Regions from separate parts of the Sus scrofa genome. Here regions 1 and 2 are each linked to region 3. Evidence: chromatin contacts called from public Hi-C data. All regions are on one chromosome and are shown on one strand. The core of a region is the stretch at or near the end of the contact, and the rest is flanking DNA. Distances in the headings are between cores, read along the strand shown.

Region 1 (2,700 bases), core at 34-2,533, 230 kb after region 3:
ATACTATTTCATTCACAAAAAGAGATTAGCCATCAAACAAGCACATTTTCCTCTGGGATTTCACCAAATAAAGGCGCTAGACACATTTTTCTTTCACATGCCAAGCCAGGCAAAATATTTCCAGATACAATCAGAAAGGTCACGAAACAGCAAAGCAGGCACTCTTCAGGCACTCCTTGGCCTTATTTTTGTGTTTTTGACAGATCTGGCAAAAGGTGAACAAAAGCAATTTGAAGACAGTACTGGAAAAAGAAGCATACCTTAGAGATGATTAATGGTTCTCCGTGCTCCAGGCCACCTTTCAAAGTAAAACCCCAAGGAGCTCCTCCCTGCAGGAAAGCTTCCAGATAAATGTACCTGGCCCTGGGGGGCCTGTTCGGGTTCAGGGTGGCACTGGTTTCCTCGAAGTTCTCCTTGGTCATCATGCCAAACACATGAGCCGGAGAGTTAAATTTTAAACAGATTCAGGCAGGCGCTTCTTCTAGAGTACAATATGCCATCCTTTGGGACCCACACTGGCAAAAGAAAAGTTTTCAGAAACTGTTTCTTTCCGATGGAAAATGTTCTTCCGACCTTAACGCCAAGATGCTGAGCCAGAATTTCTCATTTCAACATTTCTGAATGTAACCTCTCCTCCTGGAATTCCTGGTTCTCACTGAAGCCCCCAACTGATGTTATGTTTCTCCATTCTGTTCAAAAAACTTCTTTCAGAGTTACTCTCAAGACCGCTTTTATTTCACACCTACACACACCCAAACTTTTCCTGTACATTTTACAGAGAAACTTAAAAATCACCTTACAAATAGTAAGAAAATTGCCAAAACTCAACTGAATACCTCAGTTTTGATTGATTATCAACCCTTTCTTCCTCCCCCGAGTGAAATTTACCATTACAATAGCCTCCCCTAGCCCCAGAAGTAGCTTTAAAAGAAAGAAAGCACTTACTATGCTTCTGCTGGCTTCAGAATTTTCTAACGTGTCCCAAAGAGACAGAGAAGCTGCGCTAACACTTCTGGCCCAGGTTTTCCAGCAATAAGTTCATAGTTTGTTTCTTGCAAAAAGGAAAAATAAGTTTTTGCAGAATGTAAGGGGAAGGAAAAAAAAAAAAAAGGAAATTAACCATCGGTGGGAAAAAAGATCCAGGAGGCAGCTCAGTTCTTCGGTATTTTCAGGGATGATCAGCCACCGCTGCTACCCAGGCAGCCACTTGCCTCCTCTGAGAAGAAAGAGTAAGGAAGTGAGAGGAAATGGATTAAGGCAAACAGAGGCACCGCAACCTTTCTGCACAGTAAGCAGTGCTCTGCGGAATTCAACTCACCACAAAGACCTGACCAATCAAAACAGCCTTACAGTTGATAAAAGGTAGACAGTTAAAAATACCATACAGATGGCTAATTAGCAAGGAGCAGAAAATAGTTGCCACACGAGCCCCACCTTGTTCCAATTAAAGCAGAATCCTTGGGGGCGAGCCGTAGGTATTGACATTTTTCTAAAATGCAGGGCAATGCTGCTGTGCAGCCAAGTTTGCGAAGTAGTGCCCTGAGCGGTTTTGGTAAACATTTAAGTAGGGGTCAAGGTGGTGGCACAAGGGCTTTATTTTGTTCATTAGAAAATGCCAATAGAATAAATGTCCAGCTTCTCATCTGGAAATCATCCGATCAAATTTCTGCTTGTTGGATTCAATACAAACAAGAGGCAGACTTTCTTCTATATTTTAATTGTTATCTATTTCAAACCTGTGTGTTATCCATTCTTCAAATGAAAAGAAATATTTAATGCCTGGCAAACAGTAGGCACGCCAGGCAGAATGTTGTTCTGATTTCAGGTTAGTAATGGAATTTTGTAATAATGTTACATAACATCTCACAGGAATACTCTCTGTTAAAAATTTAAACAGTGCTGAGAAAACTGTATCTTTTACCCGGAAGCCTTAGCTATCAAGTTATTGGAACAATTTAGAATTACTTCTTCTGTTTGTTTTTATTTTTTTATTTTTTTAGAATCACTTTCAAAGGATATTTTGCTGAAATGCTTTCTGTTTAAAAATACATGATAATGTGAATTATGCTGGAAACTGAGGTTTTGCTATCAATTTAATTTTGGTGTTTGTGCCTATAGTTAATGAAAAGTTAAATATTAGAGAAGAGATATACCATGCAAAGAAGTCATGACAATATTTAATGCACAACACCTGACAAGTGTTATTTGCTTTTCAGTAGTAACTCCATCCATAGGGCTCAGAGATTGAAAAAAAAAATTGTAAAAAGTCATTTTAATGTAATGATAGTACTTTAGTGGAAACAAATGTGTACAAAATAGAAGCATAAGGTAAATGTTGTCTGATTCTCAAGAAGTAATTTGTGCAATTTTTATTGGGGCTTCCTTTTGCAGCCTAGTTTATAAATTAAGAATAAAGGCAAAACCTTGGCTTTTCTTTCACTCTAGTATTTAAATAAAATCGTAAGTAGATGAAGAGGTTTTTTTTTGAAAAATTTTTTTTGTGGCACTTGTGATTTTGCTCCTAAATTCATTTTGTAAAAAATGAGATTTCACAGAATCAACATTTAATATTAAAAGCAAAAAGGATATATGGCTGGGCCACTTTGCTGTAGAGCAGAAATTGGTACAACACTGTAAATCAACTATACTTTAGTCAAAAAATAAATTTTAAAAAATATGAAAAGTAATGAAGCTCAAACA
Region 2 (2,700 bases), core at 23-2,522, 140 kb after region 3:
CAGTAGTTCCTGGGCCACGGATGGAACTTGTGCCACAGCAGCGACCGAGCTATAGCAGTGACAATGCCAGATGTTTAATTGCTAGACTACCAGGGAACTCCCTCTCTGTACATTTTCATGTAAATTCACTGTTACTATTTCAATTTTTTTTTTTTTTTTTTTAGGGCCACACACGAGGCATATGGAGGTTCCCAGGCTAGGGGTAGTCAGAGCTGCAGCTGCTGGTCTACACCACAGCCGCAGCAATGCCAGATCCAAGTCATGTCTGCGATCTACACCACAGCTCATGGCAATACCAGATCCTTAACCCACTGAGTGAGGCCTGGGAGGGAACTACATCCTTATGGATACTAGTCTGGTTTGTTCCTGCTGGGGCATGACGGGGAACTCCCACTGTTTCAATTTTATCTCACCTTTCAGAATTAGAGGTTTGATGCCCTCATAAAAGAGTTTTAATCCTCAGTGCAAGAATTAGAGGGACTGTTCTAGCGGGTGTATCAGTGGGCCTGGCGATTGTCGTCCAGCATCCACTGCACCCTTGAAGCAGCTGTGGTGACTGCATCTCCAAGTGAGCCCCGAGCCACCCACAGGGACCCCTAGCCTCAGCCAGTCCGCACATGACATTTCTCAGATCAGAGGCCTCAGTCACAGTTGGGGCAGGGGTATCAGCCAGTGCTGGGGACAGACCTCCTCTCTCTGGAGATGGACAAGGAGAAGTGGCAAAGGCCTTAAGTTTGAAATTAACACCATTGAAGGTAAAGAACAAAGAACAAACGCCTGGCCAGTTACTCAGTCCCACCAACGCTGAGACCCTCTGGGGTTTCCAGGGCCGAGGCAGTCAGTCCAGCTCTTGGATTGTTCAACCCAGTTTGAGGTGGGCTCTGTGTTCCGTGTGACCAAAACCCCCTGAAATGCCGTGGCTGCAACAGAGGACGTTCTGCGCTCCGAATTTTCAATGCACTGCCCTCCGACCTGCGACTTCATTCTCCCAGGGGCCTGGAGCCACAGGCCTCTCTCTCGCTTTCCCCTCCTCCCTCGGCTTTTCATCCTTCAAGACGAGAGGGAGGGCGGGGGGGAGAGGGAAGGGGGGAGAAGGGGGGAGAAGCGGGGGAGGGGGAGGCGGCATCAGCTTCCTGCTTTTGGTCCAGGCCGCTGGAACATTCCTTATGCGCTCTTACATAAAACGAAGAATGTGAGCGCTCATTGTTCAGGGGTGTTGGGTGACTCCAGACTCCGGGAGAACAATCCATTCCACACATTCCGCCAGCAGCTCGTGACCAGGTGATGCAAGCCGGGGGGACGCGATGCCCCGAGCTGGTTTGATCTGTCGTGGGGATCGGGGATCGGGGATCGGGGCTGGCGGCTCTGAGACTGTTACCTTTCACTCGCCCCGCTGCCCTCTCACATACCACTTCTAGACCCTTCCAGGCACCTCCCAGGCCGAGTTTACAACAAGCCACTGGACGGGACACTTATCAAAGGGCAAACATTGACTTTACAAGGTGGCAGTTAAAAATAACCTGCCAGAGGCTCAGAGTGCGTCAGGGAAGGCCATTGTCCCCTGGGGTGTGTGGTGTGCCCAAGACTTCCTCCCCAAGGCCTCCCTCCCACCTTCGTCTTTTGTACGTATTGATTGATTAAAGTATAGTTGATTGAGGACGTTGTGTTTTAGGTGGACCGCAAAGAGGTTCAGTTTTGTATACAGATTATATTCTTTCTGACTCTTTTCCATTATAGGTTATTACAGGATACTGAACACAGTTCCCTGTGCTGAGTAGGTCCTTGTTGTTTCTCTGTTTTATGTAGAGTGGTGTGTATCTTTTCATCCCAAACTCCTAATTTCTCTCTCCCCACCCTTTCCCCTTTGGTGACCATTAGTTTTCTGTCTCTGAATCTGCTTCTGCTTTGTACATAGGTTCGTGTGTGTCCTATTTTAGATTCCACATATAAGTGATATCATGCAGGATTTGTCTTTCCCTGTCTGGCTTCCTTCGCTTAGTAATGCACATTCTGTTTCCTTTCTGTGGCTGCAGATTGACAAGATTCAAAGAGGGCAGTGTCTTTAGGATGTCAGATTTTTTTTTAGTTTCTGCCCTTTCCCATTTACTCTTTGTCTTTGGGGCTAGCAGACAAATCCCAACCTGGCTGGTGCAGAGAGGAGCAGTACACAGGAACCTACTAGCATGCATGCATTCATTCATTCATCCATCCATTCATTTTTGCATCCAGAGGCATGTGGATCCTGGAAAAGAGGCATCATTCCCAAGGCTTGGTTTCAGCTCACAAAGCCAACAATGAAGTCAGGTCCAGGCTGCTTGCCATGCAGGCAGCACAAAGGTAGGACACAGTCAGGCCATGGCCAGCAAAGATCAGAGGAGGCAGCAGACTCTTTTCAAATGTGACATGGGGGGAGAGTTCCCTTCATGGGGCAGCAGAAATGAATCTGACTAGTATCCACAAAGATGCACGTTCGATCTTTGGCCTCGCTCAGTGGGTTGAGGATCCGGCATTGCCATGAGCTGTGGTGTATGTCACAGTCATGGGTTGGATCCCGTGTTCCTATGGCTGTGGTGTAGGCCGGCAGCTGTAGCTCCAAGTCAATCTCTAGCCTAGGAACCTTCATATGCTGCAGTTCGGCCCTAAAAAGACACACACACAAAAAAGTTATCAAATGCGACATGGGGGGGATGCCCGTTAAAT
Region 3 (2,700 bases), core at 54-2,553:
GGGATCACACCCACATCCTCATGGATACTAGTCGGGCTCTTAACGGCTGAGCCATAATGGGAACTCCCCTAATTATTTCTAAAAAAGTTTTACTTGGAAATGATGCAAGTGCCATTGAATCCATAGGTTTTGCTCTTTTTTTGTAAGTTTTGTGTATCTGACTTGTCAGTTTTGCAATCTGCTTGACTCTGATACTGAGAAGTGTTTGCTAGTTTGGCTTTGTGTGGAACTGAGACTTGACCTGTTTTCCAGCCACAGGTGCCCATGTTAGATACTCCTTGGATCCTACCCATCGAATCCACACATCGGGATGAGAGTCTGGAAGGGGTTCCCATAGCATCCTGCAGGAGCGCTTAATGCCTCTCTCACCACACTATCCTGTTCCTGGTTTGTCCCTCATCTGAACACGAGGTCTTTAGGGGCACGCACTGGTTTGTCTTATTTACCTGAATGCCCAACAAGTATCCGACACACAGTCAATGGAAATAAATATTTTTAATCTTGCAATTTCCTGTTCCATTCCCTGGGTAGATAGAAAGCCAACCCTGTTTTTTTTTCTTTTTCTACCTGGAGATACACACTCACGGCTCAGTTTCAGAGGATCCAACTATATAACCTTTCCTTTGCTTTGTTATCTTTAGAACGTCTCCCCAGGGTTCTTTCAGAAATGAAGCAAGAGTTTCTGAATAACCTGGTGAATTCCAACTAGGGCAGGGAACACAAGTCACCGAGGCCGGGGTTTAACACCTGTCATTTGGTGGGCAGCTCCCCCTCCTCACAGTCTGGTGGGTGCTAAGCAGACGTGACTATGCTTTTCTAATTTTCACAGCTGGGGTGGGATTGTGGGGATTTATTATGACATGTGTGGAAGAGCCTTGGTACTGCGAAACAGGTCTGGTTATCAGCTTCACTTCATCCATGGGGGGAAGGACCAGAGGTAATGGGAGCTGCCCGGGTGATGCACGCAGTAACCCATCTGGATCCCAAACCAATGGTTTCCCCACATGCCCCATGAATGTGCCAAACTCTGCAAAGACAGGACCAATTGCAGGACTGCCCCACACGGCCATGGAGGACCCAGGTGGCACCCATCTGAGCACACGTGTCCTTGGCAAGGGTCCTGAAACCAGCCCACTCTGCAGGGGACCAGGCATTGACCACAAGCTTGACTAACTTGGTGGGCCCAGAGACAGTCTGTTTTCTTGTCTGTCTCTATCAGGAAACCCAGTGGTCACAGAGCTGAGAAGCAGGTTTCCTCTCTAATTAGTGCAACAGACCAATGGATGTCACTGTTGCACCACAGAAGCAGAATCTCAACCCCAAGGGGACTTTGAACAGCAACGCACTCACTGCTAGATTGCTTTAACAGAGCAGAGTGCACCTTGAATCAATGGGAAACTATTTTAAGTGGGATGGTATGATACTGTGATTTATCTATATTTGGTCATTCAGATCTTCCATCCACAGCTCCAGGTTCACAGCTCCCAAACCCTTCGAATTTCCTATGAGATGTCTTTTGTTAGGTCAGTTAACTCTCAGTGAGGTGACTTGGGGAAAGCACCGATGGGTGGGGGCTGGTTGCCAGTGGAGCCAACCTTGTGATTAGAGGGTTGGAACTTTCAGTTTTGCCCGCAAACCCAGGGGAAGAGGTTGACTTCAATCACCAAGAGCCATGCAATTGTGCCTATGCAATAAAGCCTCCATAAAACCCCATAAGGACAGAGTTCAGAGGGCTTCCGGGCTGGTGAACACGGGAGACTAGGGAGGGTGGAGCGCCTGGGCGGGCATAGAAGCACCATGCCCTTTGCCCTGTGCCTCTTTTCCATTGGGTCGTTCCTGACTTCAAAATAAACTGGTGATCTAACAACTAAAATGTTGTCCTGAGTTCTGGGAGCACTCTAGCAAATGAACTGAGCCCAAGGAAGAGGCTTGGGTACCTCTGATTTACAGCCAGTTGGCCAGAAGTCCAGGTAACAAGCTGCACTCGTGATGGGCATCCTGAGCTGGGCGGTAGGGAGCAGGGTGGGGAGTGTCATCAGAACCCCCAGTTTGTAGTCTGCAGGTCAGAAGCACAGGTAACTACCTGGGCTGTGTCTAGTTCTGAAGTGTGTGTGTTCAGTCTTGTACGAGTGAACTCTTAACCTGTGGAATCCGATGCTATCTTTGGGTAGATAGTGTCAGAGTGGAGTTGAATTCTCAGACACCCTGCTGGGGATTGAGAGTGGCTGGTTGGTGTAGGGAAATCCCCCTCCCCAAACGCATTGAAATTGGGGTCAGAATGCCAAAAGATGGTAATTAATATTCATTCCATTTAAAATTTTTTTTTCTGGGTGTGCCCACGGCATGTGCAAGTTCCTGGGCCAGGGATCAAACCTGCGCCACAGCAGCAACCCAAGTCACAGCAGTGACAATCCCAGATCCTTAACCTACTGCGCTGCAAGAGAATTCCTCCATTTAAAATTTTTATTTATTTATTTATTTATTTATTTATTTATTTATTTGTCTTTTTGTCCTTTCGAGGGCCGCACCTACGGCATATGGAGATTCACAGGCTAGGGGTCTAATCGGAGCTGTTGCTGCCAGCCTACACCACAGCCATAGCAACACCAGATCTGGCTGCGTCTGTAACCTACACCACAAGCTCATGGCAACGTTGGATCCTTAACCCACTGAGCAAGGCCAGGGATCGAACCTGCAACC

Evidence for each region. A called contact is a pair of places that touch in the nucleus more often than the background predicts.
Region 1: a Hi-C map of liver shows a contact between it and region 3, with 2.1 times the contacts expected there. The contact joins the promoter of SHROOM3 here to the enhancer-like site in region 3. A contact is called at or near these places in 1 of 5 promoter capture datasets (liver) and 8 of 47 Hi-C or Micro-C datasets (embryonic fibroblasts, epiblast stem cells, fetal liver and 2 more).
Region 2: a contact with region 3 is called in a Hi-C map of liver, with 7 times the contacts expected there. The contact joins two enhancer-like sites. A contact is called at or near these places in 2 of 5 promoter capture datasets (fetal skeletal muscle and liver), 12 of 47 Hi-C or Micro-C datasets (alveolar macrophages, embryonic fibroblasts, epiblast stem cells and 7 more) and 1 of 2 datasets of contacts at active chromatin or transcription factors (skeletal muscle).

The regions. Positions count from the first base shown.
Region 1 is chr8:72,096,144-72,098,843 of Sscrofa11.1, reverse strand. It overlaps SHROOM3 (protein Shroom3), which reads right to left and starts at 1,283. Exons shown (of 16, transcript XM_003482418.4): 1 at 946-1,283; 2 at 261-515. The coding sequence starts at 425.
Region 2 is chr8:72,181,968-72,184,667 of Sscrofa11.1, reverse strand. All of the region lies in intron 2 of SHROOM3 (protein Shroom3), which reads right to left. Among named protein-coding and RNA genes, the nearest start is that of SHROOM3, 86 kb to the right of the region's middle. Within about 2 kb of position 1,272, at least 36 of the 83 cell types and tissues checked have an H3K27ac peak or open chromatin away from gene starts, as enhancers often do. A contact at or near this core is called in liver, where this site is marked.
Region 3 is chr8:72,325,049-72,327,748 of Sscrofa11.1, reverse strand. All of the region lies in intron 3 of SHROOM3 (protein Shroom3), which reads right to left. Among named protein-coding and RNA genes, the nearest start is that of SOWAHB, 220 kb to the left of the region's middle. Within about 2 kb of position 1,303, at least 13 of the 83 cell types and tissues checked have an H3K27ac peak or open chromatin away from gene starts, as enhancers often do. A contact at or near this core is called in fetal liver and liver, where this site is marked.